Linked DNA regions of Gossypium arboreum: region 2 is linked to region 1. Evidence: chromatin contacts called from public Hi-C data. All regions are on one chromosome and are shown on one strand. The core of a region is the stretch at or near the end of the contact, and the rest is flanking DNA. Distances in the headings are between cores, read along the strand shown.

Region 1 (7,491 bases), core at 2,118-4,617:
TAGACACAGGTGTGTGTCTGGCCGTGTGAAAACCCCTGTAGGTTCGAATTAGAAAATAAATCTACACGGGTATGAGACACGAGCGTGTCCCTATTTTGCTTAGGCCGTATGAGTCACACGGGCCTTCAACACGACCGTGTCGAACTGACCACATGGGCGTGTGCCCTTGTTTCAAATAGTATTTTTCAAAGTTTCCAAAAATGTTCAGACTATCCCCGAGCCGTTTTCACAGTGAGAGTTGGGCCTCGTAGACCCATGTCAAGGTCTTATAGATAATTATTGAAAAGTTTTAAATTTGATCGAGTTTTTATGATTTGGTTATGCTTACATGCTTGTGTTTAAGTCGAGTAATGCCTCATACCCTGTCCCGTCCTCGGACTCGGGTAAGGGGTGTTACAAATAGTGTTTGTTGAACCCTATTGTAGGGTTATATTTCCTTGGAACTCATTAAGTTCTTATGAACTTACTTAGTTTCTTTCTTTTTATTTTCAGGCTCTTAGGTTAGACGTATCATTGCAAGGAATCATCTAGATTTGCAGCCTATTTGTGAGCCATCTCTTGTTTTGGTGTAACATGAAATCGCTGGGGTACTTGAATGTCTATTAGTTGCTGCTAGTCTAGTGGTTTTATTTTGTGACGCTCCATACCCGAATTCGATGACCGAGTATGGTGTGTTACATAACTCATTAAAGGGGTGGCCTTGTTATGGAAGCAAAAATTGATCGTTTCCTCATTGTTTGGAGGGTATTTATAGGAGAGGTCATCTTGTCTTATAGTGTGATGTGGTAGGTCTTTACAATGGATAGTGGACATACTAGCATAGTGTATATGAGGTGCAAATGTAATGGTATTAGATAGTACAGGTTATTGTTATTCCCTGGTAGAGCTCACTCATCATTAGATGAGTGTTCATACTTGGTTAAGTGCTTTGCACTTAAAAAACAAGTGTCTGATGAGGTAACGCATTGAGCTAGTGGCCTTGTCATGGAAGCGAGTGATCAAGGCCACTCTTAAGGAAGAGCAAGTAGTCTTTTCATGGGAAGACAACTGGGTAAAAGAAGGACTTGGTGACAGGAGGTAGAAAAGCAGATTCTGATAACTTATTATGCTGACATGTGTCTAAGCTCTGGGATTGTATAAAAGGTAGTAATCTGGGATTGTATAAAAGGGGGTAAAATTTTACTTTTGAGACAAAATTTTCTAATTTTTATTTATTTATTTCATTATTTTCTAACAATTGAATCATAATATTAATTTAAATTTAAATTTATTTTAAATACTATTAATTACATATTAAATATTTAAAATTATTTTGAAATTTAATCATATAAAAATTTTGAGATAAATATTTTATTTTTTATTCAAAATATATGAATTAGTATTATTTAGAAACAGATAAGTTAAATTACATACTATTTATTGACAATAAACTAACTTTTTAATATTAATAAACATCACTAAAAATATTTTTTATAGAAAATATCGTTAAAAATATAAAATTAATAAAATTTGTGTTTTATTTGAAAAAATAGTTGAAATTTATTAACATATTACTAACAAAATACTCATTACTACTAACAAAGTACTCGATGTAACTTTTTTAAAGTTTTAATGGGAGTTGTATCCAACGCTACATTCTTGATAGTCTCGATGTTAGCAATTAACCCCACCTTATATCTGTAGTGTTGGCATATAGACATTACTTTTTCCTCCAGGTCGATGGATGATAATGGTGTTAAATTAAGTGAAATAAGGGATTTGCATAGCCAATAATTCCAGTGAGACTGAAGTTTCATGACGAATTAGAAAAGGCTCATTTTTAGAGAAAAAGCCATGTCTATCGTTAACTTTTTCCCCCTCTTCTAGTTTCTGGAAATAGATTTTTCTTGTCAAAGTAAGCCTTACCCAACATTTCTTTGACATTTACAAATGTTATGGATGAGTACAGGGGAGCATTTTTTATTATTATTTAGAAATCCTGTCAGGACCAACTATCATGGGTGGTCAACATATGTTTGTGTGTATATATATATATGCGCAAATTTAACTGAGAAGAATATGACTTGTTCAAAAACAAATACTGCCCAATTTATTCTTAAATGGCTTATTCTCTTGGAAAGCATACTTTGTGGAGGAATGGTTTAAGATGCTATTAAACTTATCACCGTGGGAATCAAATACTCAGTCTGAAATTCAAAGTGGTGGCGACCAAAAGGAAGAGCTGATAAATTTCTCAGAAAATTCAAGAGCCTTGAAGTAAAAGTATTAAGGAAAATTTTATACTAAAAAGTTGGATTAAAATTTACTTTTCTACTAAAAATAATTGGACAAATTAACTATGATATATTAGATTAAATAGTAATTTAATTCTTTTATTAGAATTTTTATTTATTTTACTCTTAAAATTAGTATAATTGATAAAATAATTAAATATTTACATGTCACATATCACAAATACCTTATGCTAAGGTATAAAAATAGATAACATTTTTAATATAAAAAATAATTTTTGCTAACTTATAAATTAATTTATCATTTTTAATAAAAACACAAAATGCAATTTCACTCAATTCCAAGATACCGGCCAATTGTATTTCTTATAATTCCATAATCAACCATTGGCTAAATTTTGGATTCCTTCAATGGAATTTGGAAACCCCCTTCCCACAAATCATGAAATGGGATTACATAAATTTATTGAATAAACTGCACACAATAGTCAAAGGGTCTCTGACTCTGATCAGAGTAATTTATTTCTGATGCATGCATCAGAGCCTAATAATCTAAGGCCCTGAATTCAGTGTGCAACTGTTGATGGAAATGACCAAGGTTAATAATGAACAATGAGTTGTAGTGGCTAGGAATGGGGAAGGGGAACAATGAGTCCAGTAAATTGCTGATGGGGTCCAACGGAGAAAAAGGCCATATCAAACAGCTACAATGCTTTGTTATTTGGATTAGGATTAGGGTTATTTAGATGATCTCAATTTTAAGACAAAAGCAAGTCATTGGATACCTTTTGTTTCCCTGTATACATGGGAGTGTGTGCATTGAGAGACAAAAATCACGAAAGCATACTGTAGATTAAAAGAGAAATAAGGTAAGCAGCAATCTCAATGCCATTATGCTAAATGGCAAAGGGTTTGAGCCTTTTACAACAGCAGAATCATTACTACTAATTAGTGTTATATATACAAGAGCCTAAACAACAACGTACGGTATCTACTGACCCTCCCCCATCTCCCCTATCAAAAAAATCAGGGCTCCACCTGCCCACTACGCCCTGCCTACCAACCTCCTTTGTTCTTTTCCACGATTATGACACATTTTAAAAAAAAAATTAAAACAATAATATGTGAAAAATTTATAGATATATATGATCAAAAGATAAATTATCAAAGGGATCTTTCTGATTTTTATTAGTTCATCATACGAATAATATGGAATATCCAAATTTCTTTTGGTGAAATGGGCTGATTTTATTTATGTATATGGACGAAATCATCTTTAGTTCTTTACGTAGACGAGTGTAATCATCAATCAACATGTTTTCTTTTAATATTTGTCAAAAGGGTCCAGCAAAAAAGTTCCATGCTTGATTACAGTTTGTGTATGTTTGGTGGGGTCTTTTTTTTTTCTTGTGAAGTTGAAGAACAAAAACAAATCCCTTACCCCACTTCACTATATATTTTTTCCAAAACCAAAGGGTTTCTTCATTTTTCTTATTTTATGTTGAAATTTGTGGACAAATGAATATGGCAAGTGAACTGCAGATGTCAAGAAATGGAAATGAGAGCTGCTGCTAGCTCAAAAATCTTCTACTTCCCTTTTTTGTCCTTTTAAAAGTTAGATCTCTCATCTCTCTCTTCCTTTCTGTCTTTAACTTCATTTTTGGTTTAAAATATCTGTCCTTTTTTTTTTTATGAACAAAGAAAACTCATCCACCACAAGGTTTAGGGAAGTACGTTAAGACATGTTATCCAGTCTTCTTCTTATTTTTCAGTAATATTCTTTTTATTTCCAAAGGAAAAACAATGGAATTCTAAGTCCTGTAAGTGAGGGAGGTTTTATATCTTATTTTTGTTGGTAACTTATTATTATATTCTTCTTTTTGATGCACCAATGTGGACTGCTTTTTCTTATCTACTTCATTGGTCTTCTTTCTTCTTAGTTTATTTCCTTTCCCTTTTTTTTTTCATATTTATTTATGTATTTATATGTATAGCCCCATTTAAACAAAGTTCAGTGCACTGCACCCCTTTCTTTTACAGGAACCAACATATTTGGATTTTTGAGTTGCTGAAAGTCTCAGGGAAGAACAAGTTTACCTTCTTCAGGTACTTTCTTTTTTTTTCTTTTTCTTTTTCTTTTTTAGGTACGAAAGTTCTCATTTTTTTTTCCTCAAAATAAAAGGAACAAAACTGTTTTTTGCTGCTGCCATGTGTGGTTCATGCTGAAAATAGTCCAAAGTTGTGAAAAATGAAAGAGATAACCACAGATTCAAGGTTCTGCTAAGTTCTCTTTCCTTTAACAAGTTTGCTAGTTTCTAAAAAGACTCCTTTTCTCCTTGATTTTCTTTTTTTCTTTTTTCTTTTTTCTTGCTTTGGGTTTGATGTTGTGTTCTGTTGGGCACTTGGGGCTATTAGATATGTTCTGATTAACCGTTTTCTAAGGGCTTTGAGATGCTTGCTTTTAACTTCATTTCTTTCTCAAGTTCTATTTTTGGTACAAATGAAAATATTGGGGCTTGGTTTTCTCTTAAGAAGCTTCAGTCTTATTCTTTCCTTTGTTTCTTCTGTTTCTTCTCCTAATTCCTGTTAATTAGCTTGGCTTTAGAATCTTTACTTAACTATGTTCTATTCAATCTAGTTTATGAATCTTTGCTTTTACCTGCAAGAATGCTGCAATTATATCTGTAGTTTACTTATGAATGAATCACTTGTTTCCTTATTTCTTTGGACACAATGTGCCCATATTTTTTGTCAAATTGACGTTCTTGTTTTTTCTTATATAGAAATAATTGAATATTGCAATGCATTCTTAGAATCCCACCTTGCAATTACTTGTGTTGTCTTTCAACTTTTATGTGCAAGAGAAGTTAAGATTAGTTTTCAGTTCTGCTGCAATGTTTCAATTCTAATGTTTTCCTCTTCACATTTGCTTTGTTGTATATCAGATTGTGATGAGATAATTGCCTTTGATCCTGATGGCCAAAGAGTACAGTGGATCACCAAAGCATCATCATCGACTCGAAGTGCAGAGGAACCGCCTCACTTGGATTCTAGGGGTTAGTTTCCTCTGCATATTGTTTTATATGTTGGGAGCTTGGCAGCGTTCTTCTACCCCCACCACTACTCAATTTAGTGCATACAATAAAGGTGGCTGTGATAGTCATGTTACTACATCCGACAACGGCAATGCCGCAGTTGGTCATCCATCATCAACCAACTTGGACTTTGCAAGCCATCATCAAGTTGTGCTTAACAGTTCTAAAACAGTCAATCAGTTCCCATCATGTGATATGTCATTCAGTGAGTACACCCCCTGTCAAGATAAAGTGAGAGGAAGGAAATTCGATCGTAACATGTTGAAATACAGAGAGCGGCATTGTCCCGCGAAGGAAGAACTTCTCCGTTGTCTTATACCTGCTCCTCCACAATATAAGACCCCTTTCAAGTGGCCTCAGAGCCGAGATTATGCCTGGTACAGCAATATCCCCCACAGAGAACTCAGCATTGAGAAGGCTATTCAGAATTGGATTCAATTAGAGGGTAATCGTTTTAGATTCCCTGGGGGAGGTACCATGTTCCCTCGGGGAGCTGATGCATATATCGATGATATTGGCAGGCTCATTCCTCTTACCGATGGAACTATTAGAACAGCAATTGATACTGGCTGTGGGGTAAGTAACGAATATCCTTTTCAATTTACTTGCATCTTTTCCCATGCTTCGTAATTTGTTGCTGTCTATTTTGGGCTATAAATCTTTTACAATCATCAATTGCTTTCGACTCCTGTTCTATTACGAAGTCCATATCCACTTTCAGTCTATGTTATTAACTGGTACTTCAATTGCTAGTAATTATTTTCTTCTTTACTCTGGTGTTAGGTTGCAAGTTTTGGTGCTTACCTCTTGAATAGGAATATCTTGACAATGTCTTTTGCTCCAAGAGATACGCACGAAGCACAGGTCCAGTTTGCGCTGGAACGTGGAGTTCCAGCAATGATTGGAATTATGGGGTCACAGAGGCTTCCATACCCCGCTAGGGCTTTTGACTTGGCTCATTGTTCTCGCTGCTTGATCCCTTGGCAAAAATATGGTAAGGGATCTGCACGTCTTTTTTCAAAAATGAGATTAACTCTGTTAGGAAGGTGCAATGACCGTTTTACTACCCTCTATCTCCTTGCTTTGTAGGTTTAAAAGTTGTGTTAAGCTAATGGTTTCATTTAATTGGTATAGATGGTTTGTACCTCGCTGAAGTGGACCGGATTCTACGGCCTGGTGGTTATTGGGTTCTTTCCGGTCCCCCTATTCACTGGAAGAAGTTCTGGAGAGGCTGGGAAAGGACACGGGAGGACTTAAAACAAGAGCAAGATGCTATTGAAGATGTTGCCAAAAGCCTATGCTGGAAGAAAGTGATTGAAAAGAATGATCTATCGGTTTGGCAAAAGCCCATTAACCATGTTGAGTGTCTCAGAAGTAAGAAGCTCTTGAAAGCACCGCACATGTGCGAGTCAGATGATCCAGACACAGCTTGGTACTCTCATTGGTGTCCTTCATGTTCTTGTTTCCTCCTTGATACATACTCTGTTATTCATATTGTCCACTGTGGTCTCATTTTCCTTTTGTCATTTGTGCTAAAAAGGTACCGGAATTTGGAAGCTTGTGTAACTCCACTTCCTGAAGTAAGCAGCTCAGATGATGTTGCTGGTGGGGCAATGGAAAAATGGCCAGAGCGAGCATCCGCTGTTCCTCCTAGAATTAGGAGTGGCTCAACACCAGGCATCACAGCTGAGAGATTCGAAGAGGATAATAAACTTTGGAAGGAAAGAGTAGCACATTACAAACGAATCATTAGTCCACTTCCCACTGGACGATATCGGAATATTATGGACATGAATGCTTACATTGGGGGATTTGCAACAGCTATGTTAAATTATCCAGTTTGGGTCATGAACGTGGTCCCTATAAATTCAAATCATGACACTTTGGGAGTTATTTATGAGCGAGGTTTAATTGGTACCTACCAGGACTGGTGTGAGGCATTCTCAACATATCCAAGAACATATGATCTCATCCATGCTAGTGGCTTGTTTACTTTATACCAGAACAGGTAATGTTATGAGAGGTGGTATTCTCAATCATGAGCACGTAATTCGTAATTGTGGTTGAACTGATGTTATATATTTTTCATTGAAGGTGTGACATCACTTACATCTTGCTGGATATGGATCGGATTCTGAGGCCGGAAGGGACCGTTATATTTAGGG
Region 2 (7,491 bases), core at 2,821-5,320, 400 kb before region 1:
TTGTGTCGTATAAATTATTTATGGTTCAAAAATAAATATAACGGGAATAATTCTCAATTAATTTTAAAACATTAAGTTTTAATTAAGGCTTCATTTGTTTAATTGAAAATGATTTTTAGAAAATAATTTATTTTTCTGGAAAAGTTAATATTTTCTAGTGTTTAGATGAATCTGTGCAAAATATTTATGTTGTTTGGTAGATTTCTTAAAAATATTTTATAAAAATTGTTTTCAACGAAACAAACTCACATTTGAGATATTCTTATTTTTTATTGTTTAATTGAATTTATTTTTATTTATAATTTTATATTTTATATTGTTTTTGCATATATTAAAAATATTATGTTAAATTCAAATTCATTACAACGTCATTTTTAATTACATGAGTACTAAGTGAGTATTTTTATTTAAAAATGTGACAACAACAAAATTGACAAAAAAATTAACGATGTGAATAATTGGACTTGATTTTCAAATTTGAAAAGTAAAGGGACTAAATTCTTGAAAATAAAAGTATAAAGAAAAATTATAAATCTATGAAGTGTACATAAACTTATGACATATTTTAACTTTTATACTACAAAACATTTATTATTAATATATTTATAATTGTAATAAATATATATTATTAAAATATTAAAATTAAATATTTTCAATAATATGTGAATAATATTATTTAAAATTTATTATTAAAATAAAATTAAAATATTAAATAATTTATTAAAATAATAATTTATATTTATTATATGACTAAATATAAATAATTAAATATGTATGTTTAATAATATTAAAAATATAATATTTTAAATATTTTAAAAAATAAAATTTATTATCAATATAATAATATTAAGTTTGATTTAAGTTAATTTTATATAAAAATAAAATTATCTATAGAGAAAATCTTTTCCGGAAAATAACTTACTTTTTTCAAAATGACAAATCATTTTACAGGAAAAATAGCTTATTTTATCTTGACCTATAAGTCATTTTCCGTTGACCAAGCTGTTTTCTATGAAACAAATACAGAAAAATGCAGAAAGCATTTTCCATAAAATATTTTACATGTAAATAAATGAACCCTAAATTCAATTTATCGTTTTCCTATCAAAATAAATTATTTATAGTTTAAACAATTACATTCTTTTATTTAATGGTTCCATAAATTTATGATTATCGAAACAAATATAGATTCGAGTAATTGTGGGGTTCTCCTACAACAATTTTTTCTTCATTTCTATCAAGGTAGGATTTCTTCATTTGTCTATCCTGCAATCAGGTTCGATCTAAAAAAAAAAAAAAAAAACCAGCTAGGTTTAGGGTTTTCACAAGCTAGTTCGAGTAATTGGCGCCTAATTACGATAGGAAATCGATTAAAAATTTACTTGGTATAGGAGGCGCTTCAACGTAGTCCACAACATGTAACTCAAGATGAGATTCTTTCACATGCTAGAGTTTACATACTCTAGTTAATAAAATCTAAAAAAAAAAATTAATAAAACAATTCATTATTTATCTCCCATTAAATTAATTCTCAATCAATCATATAAATGGAGATCAAAGGAGATTAAAGAATTTGATATATTTATAAAAAGCTATGTAAGTCATCAAAATAAAAAAAATAATGAATAAATGATTACCTTATAATTTTATAATTGTACGTATGATACCAAATAACACGTATCTCTTTTATTCAACTTTTATTCTTATTAAAAAGAAAAACATAAGCAAATGCTATAAAATATATGACAATATAAATGTTTATATCTAAAAAAATTAAGAGAATTAATAATTGTGACCATATAACTTATTCGAAGAATTATATTACATTATATTAATTAATTTTTTGTAGCTTTGTTGGATGTACCAAGATCCAAAGATTTCTGGCATACTACTAGTGGATGTAAGTATGCATAACCAAGTTTTTAACATGTGCACACTACTTATATGCTTATCCGTCATTTATTAGAATCAAAGTGATTATATTTTATTTGCATAATCAAAGAAATTCTATTAGATCTAACCAACTTCAATACCTATCTTATTTTTTATTTGCATTTTAAGAAAGAGTGCAATTAGATAATTATTCCTGATGAGAATGTTAACATCCAACCAATTGTGCTTTGATCAATAATGGTAATTTTGCACCATTTAACCTTATTACAATTGGTTTAAGGCCCACGATGAACCACATTTATATTAGTCAGGAGAGCATCATCAACTTCTGAAAAATGGGTATTATTAAGTCGTTGGAAGAGGAATATGCAAGCGTGTGTTGAACCTGACGAAGTCGTCCAACCTGACAGGCGAAGTATCCACTGCCTTGTGGCTGAGCCACTCAAGCTGCCCAATCGCCCAAAGCTACTGAACCTGTCCAAGTTGTTGAACCTATGCAACCGGACAAACATGTCAATCTTCCAAATGAGAAATCTGGCTTTAATATACTAGATCAATCGAACTTGTTAACTACTAGGAGTTGAGAGACCCTATAAGCAATTGGCTAATATGCAAGAGTTGAGGTTTGGTGGCGAATTTTAGAATCCGAGGTGAGTCGAGAGATCGTGAGTATCTAAAGTTAACAATGGATAATTCCTGATCAATTTGACTAAGCCTAATCATTAGTTTCTAATTAAACTAATCAACCACTACATTTTACACTTGAGAGGAAAGTTTTTAATTGAGATTGTTTTAGTTCAGTAGTTTAAACAATTTTGCTTTGTTTTTTAGTAATTAGAATAAAATTCCTTTAAGTCGGTCTGTTCATAATCATGAATTTAATTAGATTAGTAATTTAGGTTAATAATTATAAGTATTCAAAACCTAAATTTGAAGTAAATTATTTTCTTTTGGATTTGATTATTAGAATACTTTCATCCAAGTATCTATTGTATTATAACTTAACAACAACTGCACACCTGCAGCTTCAAATGACAATAAATTTAAATAGTACTTTAAGACACACTCAATAATTATTAGGCTCTTTGCATGTGCCAAATAATATTTTCTTTAGAAAGAGGCTAGGCATATATTATATCTTAGGTTGGATGCGCAAAGAAACCTATAAGGCAAAAAGAAATCCACAAGGAAGTTTATGCTTTGAAATGTTGTCTAATGCTTAAATAAGAAGAGGTAACAAAAAAAAAAAAAAATGAAAAAATGAGTTTTTTTTTTTTTTTTTTCAGAACAAGTGAATAACGGTAAGACCAAGGGCAAAACTAGAAAATTACTTTGGGACAAAGATAAATCATAATTTTTTTAGGAGAGAGGAAGTGAAGAGAAAATTTATTATTATACTAATTTGTAATTATTAAAATTTTGAACGCATCATAAGAAAATTTCACCATTGGCTATCGCCTTCCCCTGTCTACACATTGGGTAAGGTTGGAAAAGATAGCCTTTAGCTACTCTAAGGCTACTAATTACATGAAAATTGCACGGGCCAAATTATCCCTTGCACACTTAAATTATTATACATTTTGGTCATTATTCACAATTATTATTATTATTTTTAAATAATCTCATTATAGGTTCTGATCAAATCTACTTAACACAATACTTAAAATTACTTATAGTTCCTCCCTAATCCATAAACAAGATAATATTCCGTTTTAGTACACTCAAACACATGTCCTCTTGTATAGACAATAATATTCATTACAATCGAATTAAGATTCAATCGATTAGTCATTATTCATAATTAAAAATTTAATAAAATGAAATAATAAATTACATATAATTAAAATAAGCAAATAACTACAAAAAGGAGTACAAATATGCAAGTGTTTGAAGAAATTCTTAAATAGTTATTACTTGTTATTGAGATTAATAGAATAGTAAATTTTGGTTTAGACAATTTGTTGATTAAAAAAAAAGAGCAACTAACAATAAAGTAAGGTGAATTAATTAACTTTTGATAAATACACAAGTTTACATTAATTCAATTTATTGCTTATTATCTCGAAAAATAAGCTTTTTAATTGGGCCGGACTCTCACAGCAATCTATTTTTCTCCTCTATTTTCTGCTCTTAACCCTAAAGCCGGCCCAAAACTGAATCCTTATACTAATAAATTATATAACATTACAGCCTTTAAGTTATAGGGTTTTTACACTCTACTTAGTCCCTCCATCGAAGCCGCACCGAGGAAGGAAGCAGAAGGCAAGCAAAATGAAGACCATTCTTTCTTCAGAGACAATGGACATCCCTGATGGGGTTGATATTAAGGTGAAGGCCAAGATGATCGAGGTTGAAGGTCCCAGGGGTAAGCTCATCCGTAACTTCAAGCACCTCAACCTCGATTTTCATCTCATCAAGGACGAGGAGAGCGGCAAACGCAAGCTCAGGATCGAGGCTTGGTTTGGCTCTAGAAAGACTAGCGCCGCCATCCGTACTACTCTCAGCCACGTTGAGAATCTCATCACCGGCGTCACCAAGGGCTACCGTTACAAGATGAGGTTTGTTTATGCTCATTTTCCCATCAACGCCTCCATCACTAACGGCAACAAGTCCATCGAGATCCGTAATTTCCTTGGCGAGAAGAAGGTCTTCTCTCTCTCTCTCTCTCTCTCTCTCTCTCTCCGTTCTTTTAATCTCTTATTGAATCGAAATCACATTGACACTGTTGATTTAATTCCCTTTATTTGTTTTTTTTTGTTTGAATAAGGCATTTATTATTGTTTTTATCATATATTAGGGCTTTTTTTTGTTTCATTTTCTTTTTGGCCTATTCAAGCGTACGATGCTGTTGAAATGCTACATTAAGAGCATACGTTGATTCATATATTTTGTTTGTTTAATGTCAACACCCTTAGGACTTGACAACCTAAAATTCTTATATTTTCTGGAGTTCTGGTTGCATTGACTGATGTAGAGAAATGGGCAGGCATTGTTTTTACATCTTGAACCAAATTGTTCATGTTTTAGGGTTCAAGTAACCAAATATGAAACATGTTCAAGAGTTTGATAAGTTCCTTGTATTCCAATGACATTATGTTAACGTTTGCACCGGTGAACATTAGGTGCGAAAGGTGGATATGTTGGAAGGGGTATCCATTGTTCGATCAGAGAAGGTTAAAGACGAGATCGTGTTGGATGGTAACGATATCGAACTTGTGTCACGCTCGGCAGCTTTGATAAACCAGGTAGGCCCTCTGTCGATCCCTTTTAAACACTGAGATTGAAGCTGGAGATGATTGATATTTGGTATTTATCTTGATGAATGTGAATTTTGATTGGAACAGAAATGCCATGTGAAGAACAAGGATATTAGAAAGTTCCTTGATGGTATCTATGTTAGCGAGAAGGGCAGGATCGCTGAAGAAGAATGATTGGTACGGTATCTCTTGTTTCATAGTGTTATAATGCTCTGCTTTGGTTTTCAGACTTTAGATTATAAGGATGTTATCTTATATTTGTTTCATCTTTATGTTTTGCGACATTGAGCTCCTTTCATCAATGACTTGGAATGCAATTTTTCGGCAACCCTTTTGCTGCAATTTAAGAAGGCATGAAAGCCTTTGGTTTAAAGACTTGATTATCATCCAAATTATTGAAAATAAGATAAGATACGATATATTTAAGCATTTTAGGATATATTCTGAAAAAGAATGCTACCATAAACAAATATTTTTTTAAGAAGCCTTACTTGTAATATTTAAAGTTCAAATATGATAATTTGACAATTTTAACCTTATATTTTCAAATAAGAAGTTTCATTCGCATGCAAGATAAAATAAGGGGTCGAAAGAGCAAACAAACATATCAAGAAGAAATCGAGCGTCGGTAGCACTGTCACCAGTAGAAACTGGTGTCCTGTAGAAAGTGGGAGGAGGGTCAGGTGAGAAGCGGTGCGTCGGCAGTCACACCAACCCATGGCTGAAAAAGGATGACAAAAGATAAAAAAAAAAAAAGCAGCCCAAGGAGAGGGGGAGACAGGCTACTGATTCTAAAGCCATCACTCAACTAATCATGGAGGGAACAGTTGGTATTAAATATTCAGAAGAGTTATTAAATAATTTTTATATATTTTCAATGGGTATACTATGGTAGAGGTTAACCGATTATAGTTTTTTTCTTTTTATAATTAATTTTAAAAGTTATAAAATAATCATTTGACTATTAATAGATTTATTTATTTTGTCATTTAACTATAAAAGTTATAAAATAATTATCTAACTATTTAATTTTTGTCTTTTATGGTCATCAGTTGACCTATGTAGAAATAAAATTACCCAAAAATCCAAGATAGACCTACGTAGAAATAAAAATATCTAAAAATCCAATATAAAAAAAAAAGACAATTGAATATTTGAATAATCATTTTGTAATTTTTTATAGTTGGGTAACAAAAATAGAAAATTACTAACAGTTGAATGACAATTGTAAATTTTCATAGTTGGTTAACTACAAAAGTAGTTTAGCCATTTTTAACTTACTCTAAGCCTTCAAACCATGGTAGTCGGTACCGTACCAAATAATACGTACCATTCCGATCTTAAACCGAGCCAAGTTTTATATGTTATGTTTTGGTTAAATTTTTGATGTGTTTCAATCAATATTGACTTGTACCAACTTGTACTGGTTGGTACAATATTTTGATATTTTAAACCAACTTTTAAATTTTATTCCTAACCATTTTAATTTTTCTACAATTATAGTTAGTAAATAAAATTATTGAACCTAATTATTAATTTTAAAACATATATTTACATATAAATATATTTATATGTATGTGATTAAGATATATTTGTATGTATATGTAATATATAATTTATTTATTTTACCAAAATAATATATTGTTTATTAAGAAACTAAAATAAGACTATAAATATATATGTGAAAAATATTTAAAAACATTGATAAACCTAAAGCGGTTCATCGAAATATGTTGATATTGGTACGTATTAGTATCAAGGCTAAAATGGTATGCCTATTGGTAGGGTATTGACTACTTTGCCTCAAACACTTTTATGCAATCAAGGGGGTGTTTGTTTCATGGAAAAAGTTTTCTGCATTTTTTTATTTTTGTTTCGTGAAAAACATGGTAAATGAAAAATAATTTACAAATCAATAGAAAATAAGTAATTTTTGGGAAATTAATTTACCTTTTGAAAAGTGTAAATTATTTTTCCAAAAACAAACTCCTTCATGAATAACTCAATTATAAAGAATAATTTGAATTAAGTATGATATTATCATATTAATAATAAATTTTAATATTAAAATTTAAATATATTAAAATATTATATCAAATATTATAATATTCAATACCATTAAAAATAAATATTTAATTATTTATATTTAATAATATAATAAATTATTAATACAATTTATTATTTTAATAAATTATATAATATTACGATTTTATATGAATAATAAATTTACATTAATAATAATGTTAAAGTTTAAATAATATTCTTAATTTATTATTAAAGAAATTTATGTTAATATTTTGATAATAAATATATATTACAATTTATAAATATTCAATAATAA

What was found. Hi-C and Micro-C count contacts between places; a contact is called where the count stands out from the background.
Region 2: a contact with region 1 is called in a Hi-C map of leaf, with 6 times the contacts expected there. The contact joins the promoter of LOC108461427 here to the promoter of LOC108473474 in region 1. A contact is called at or near these places in 3 of 5 Hi-C or Micro-C datasets (all in leaf).

The regions. Positions count from the first base shown.
Region 1 is chr1:27,505,085-27,512,575 of ASM2569848v2, reverse strand. It overlaps LOC108473474 (probable methyltransferase PMT18), which reads left to right and starts at 3,367. Exons shown (of 7, transcript XM_017775047.2): 1 at 3,367-3,845; 2 at 4,272-4,337; 3 at 5,177-5,902; 4 at 6,110-6,320; 5 at 6,461-6,758; 6 at 6,867-7,334; 7 at 7,421-7,491. The coding sequence starts at 5,207.
Region 2 is chr1:27,904,225-27,911,715 of ASM2569848v2, reverse strand. LOC108461427 (60S ribosomal protein L9-like) reads left to right here and starts at 4,070. Exons shown (of 3, transcript XM_017761269.2): 1 at 4,070-4,539; 2 at 5,016-5,138; 3 at 5,238-5,478. The coding sequence starts at 4,165. The coding sequence ends at 5,324.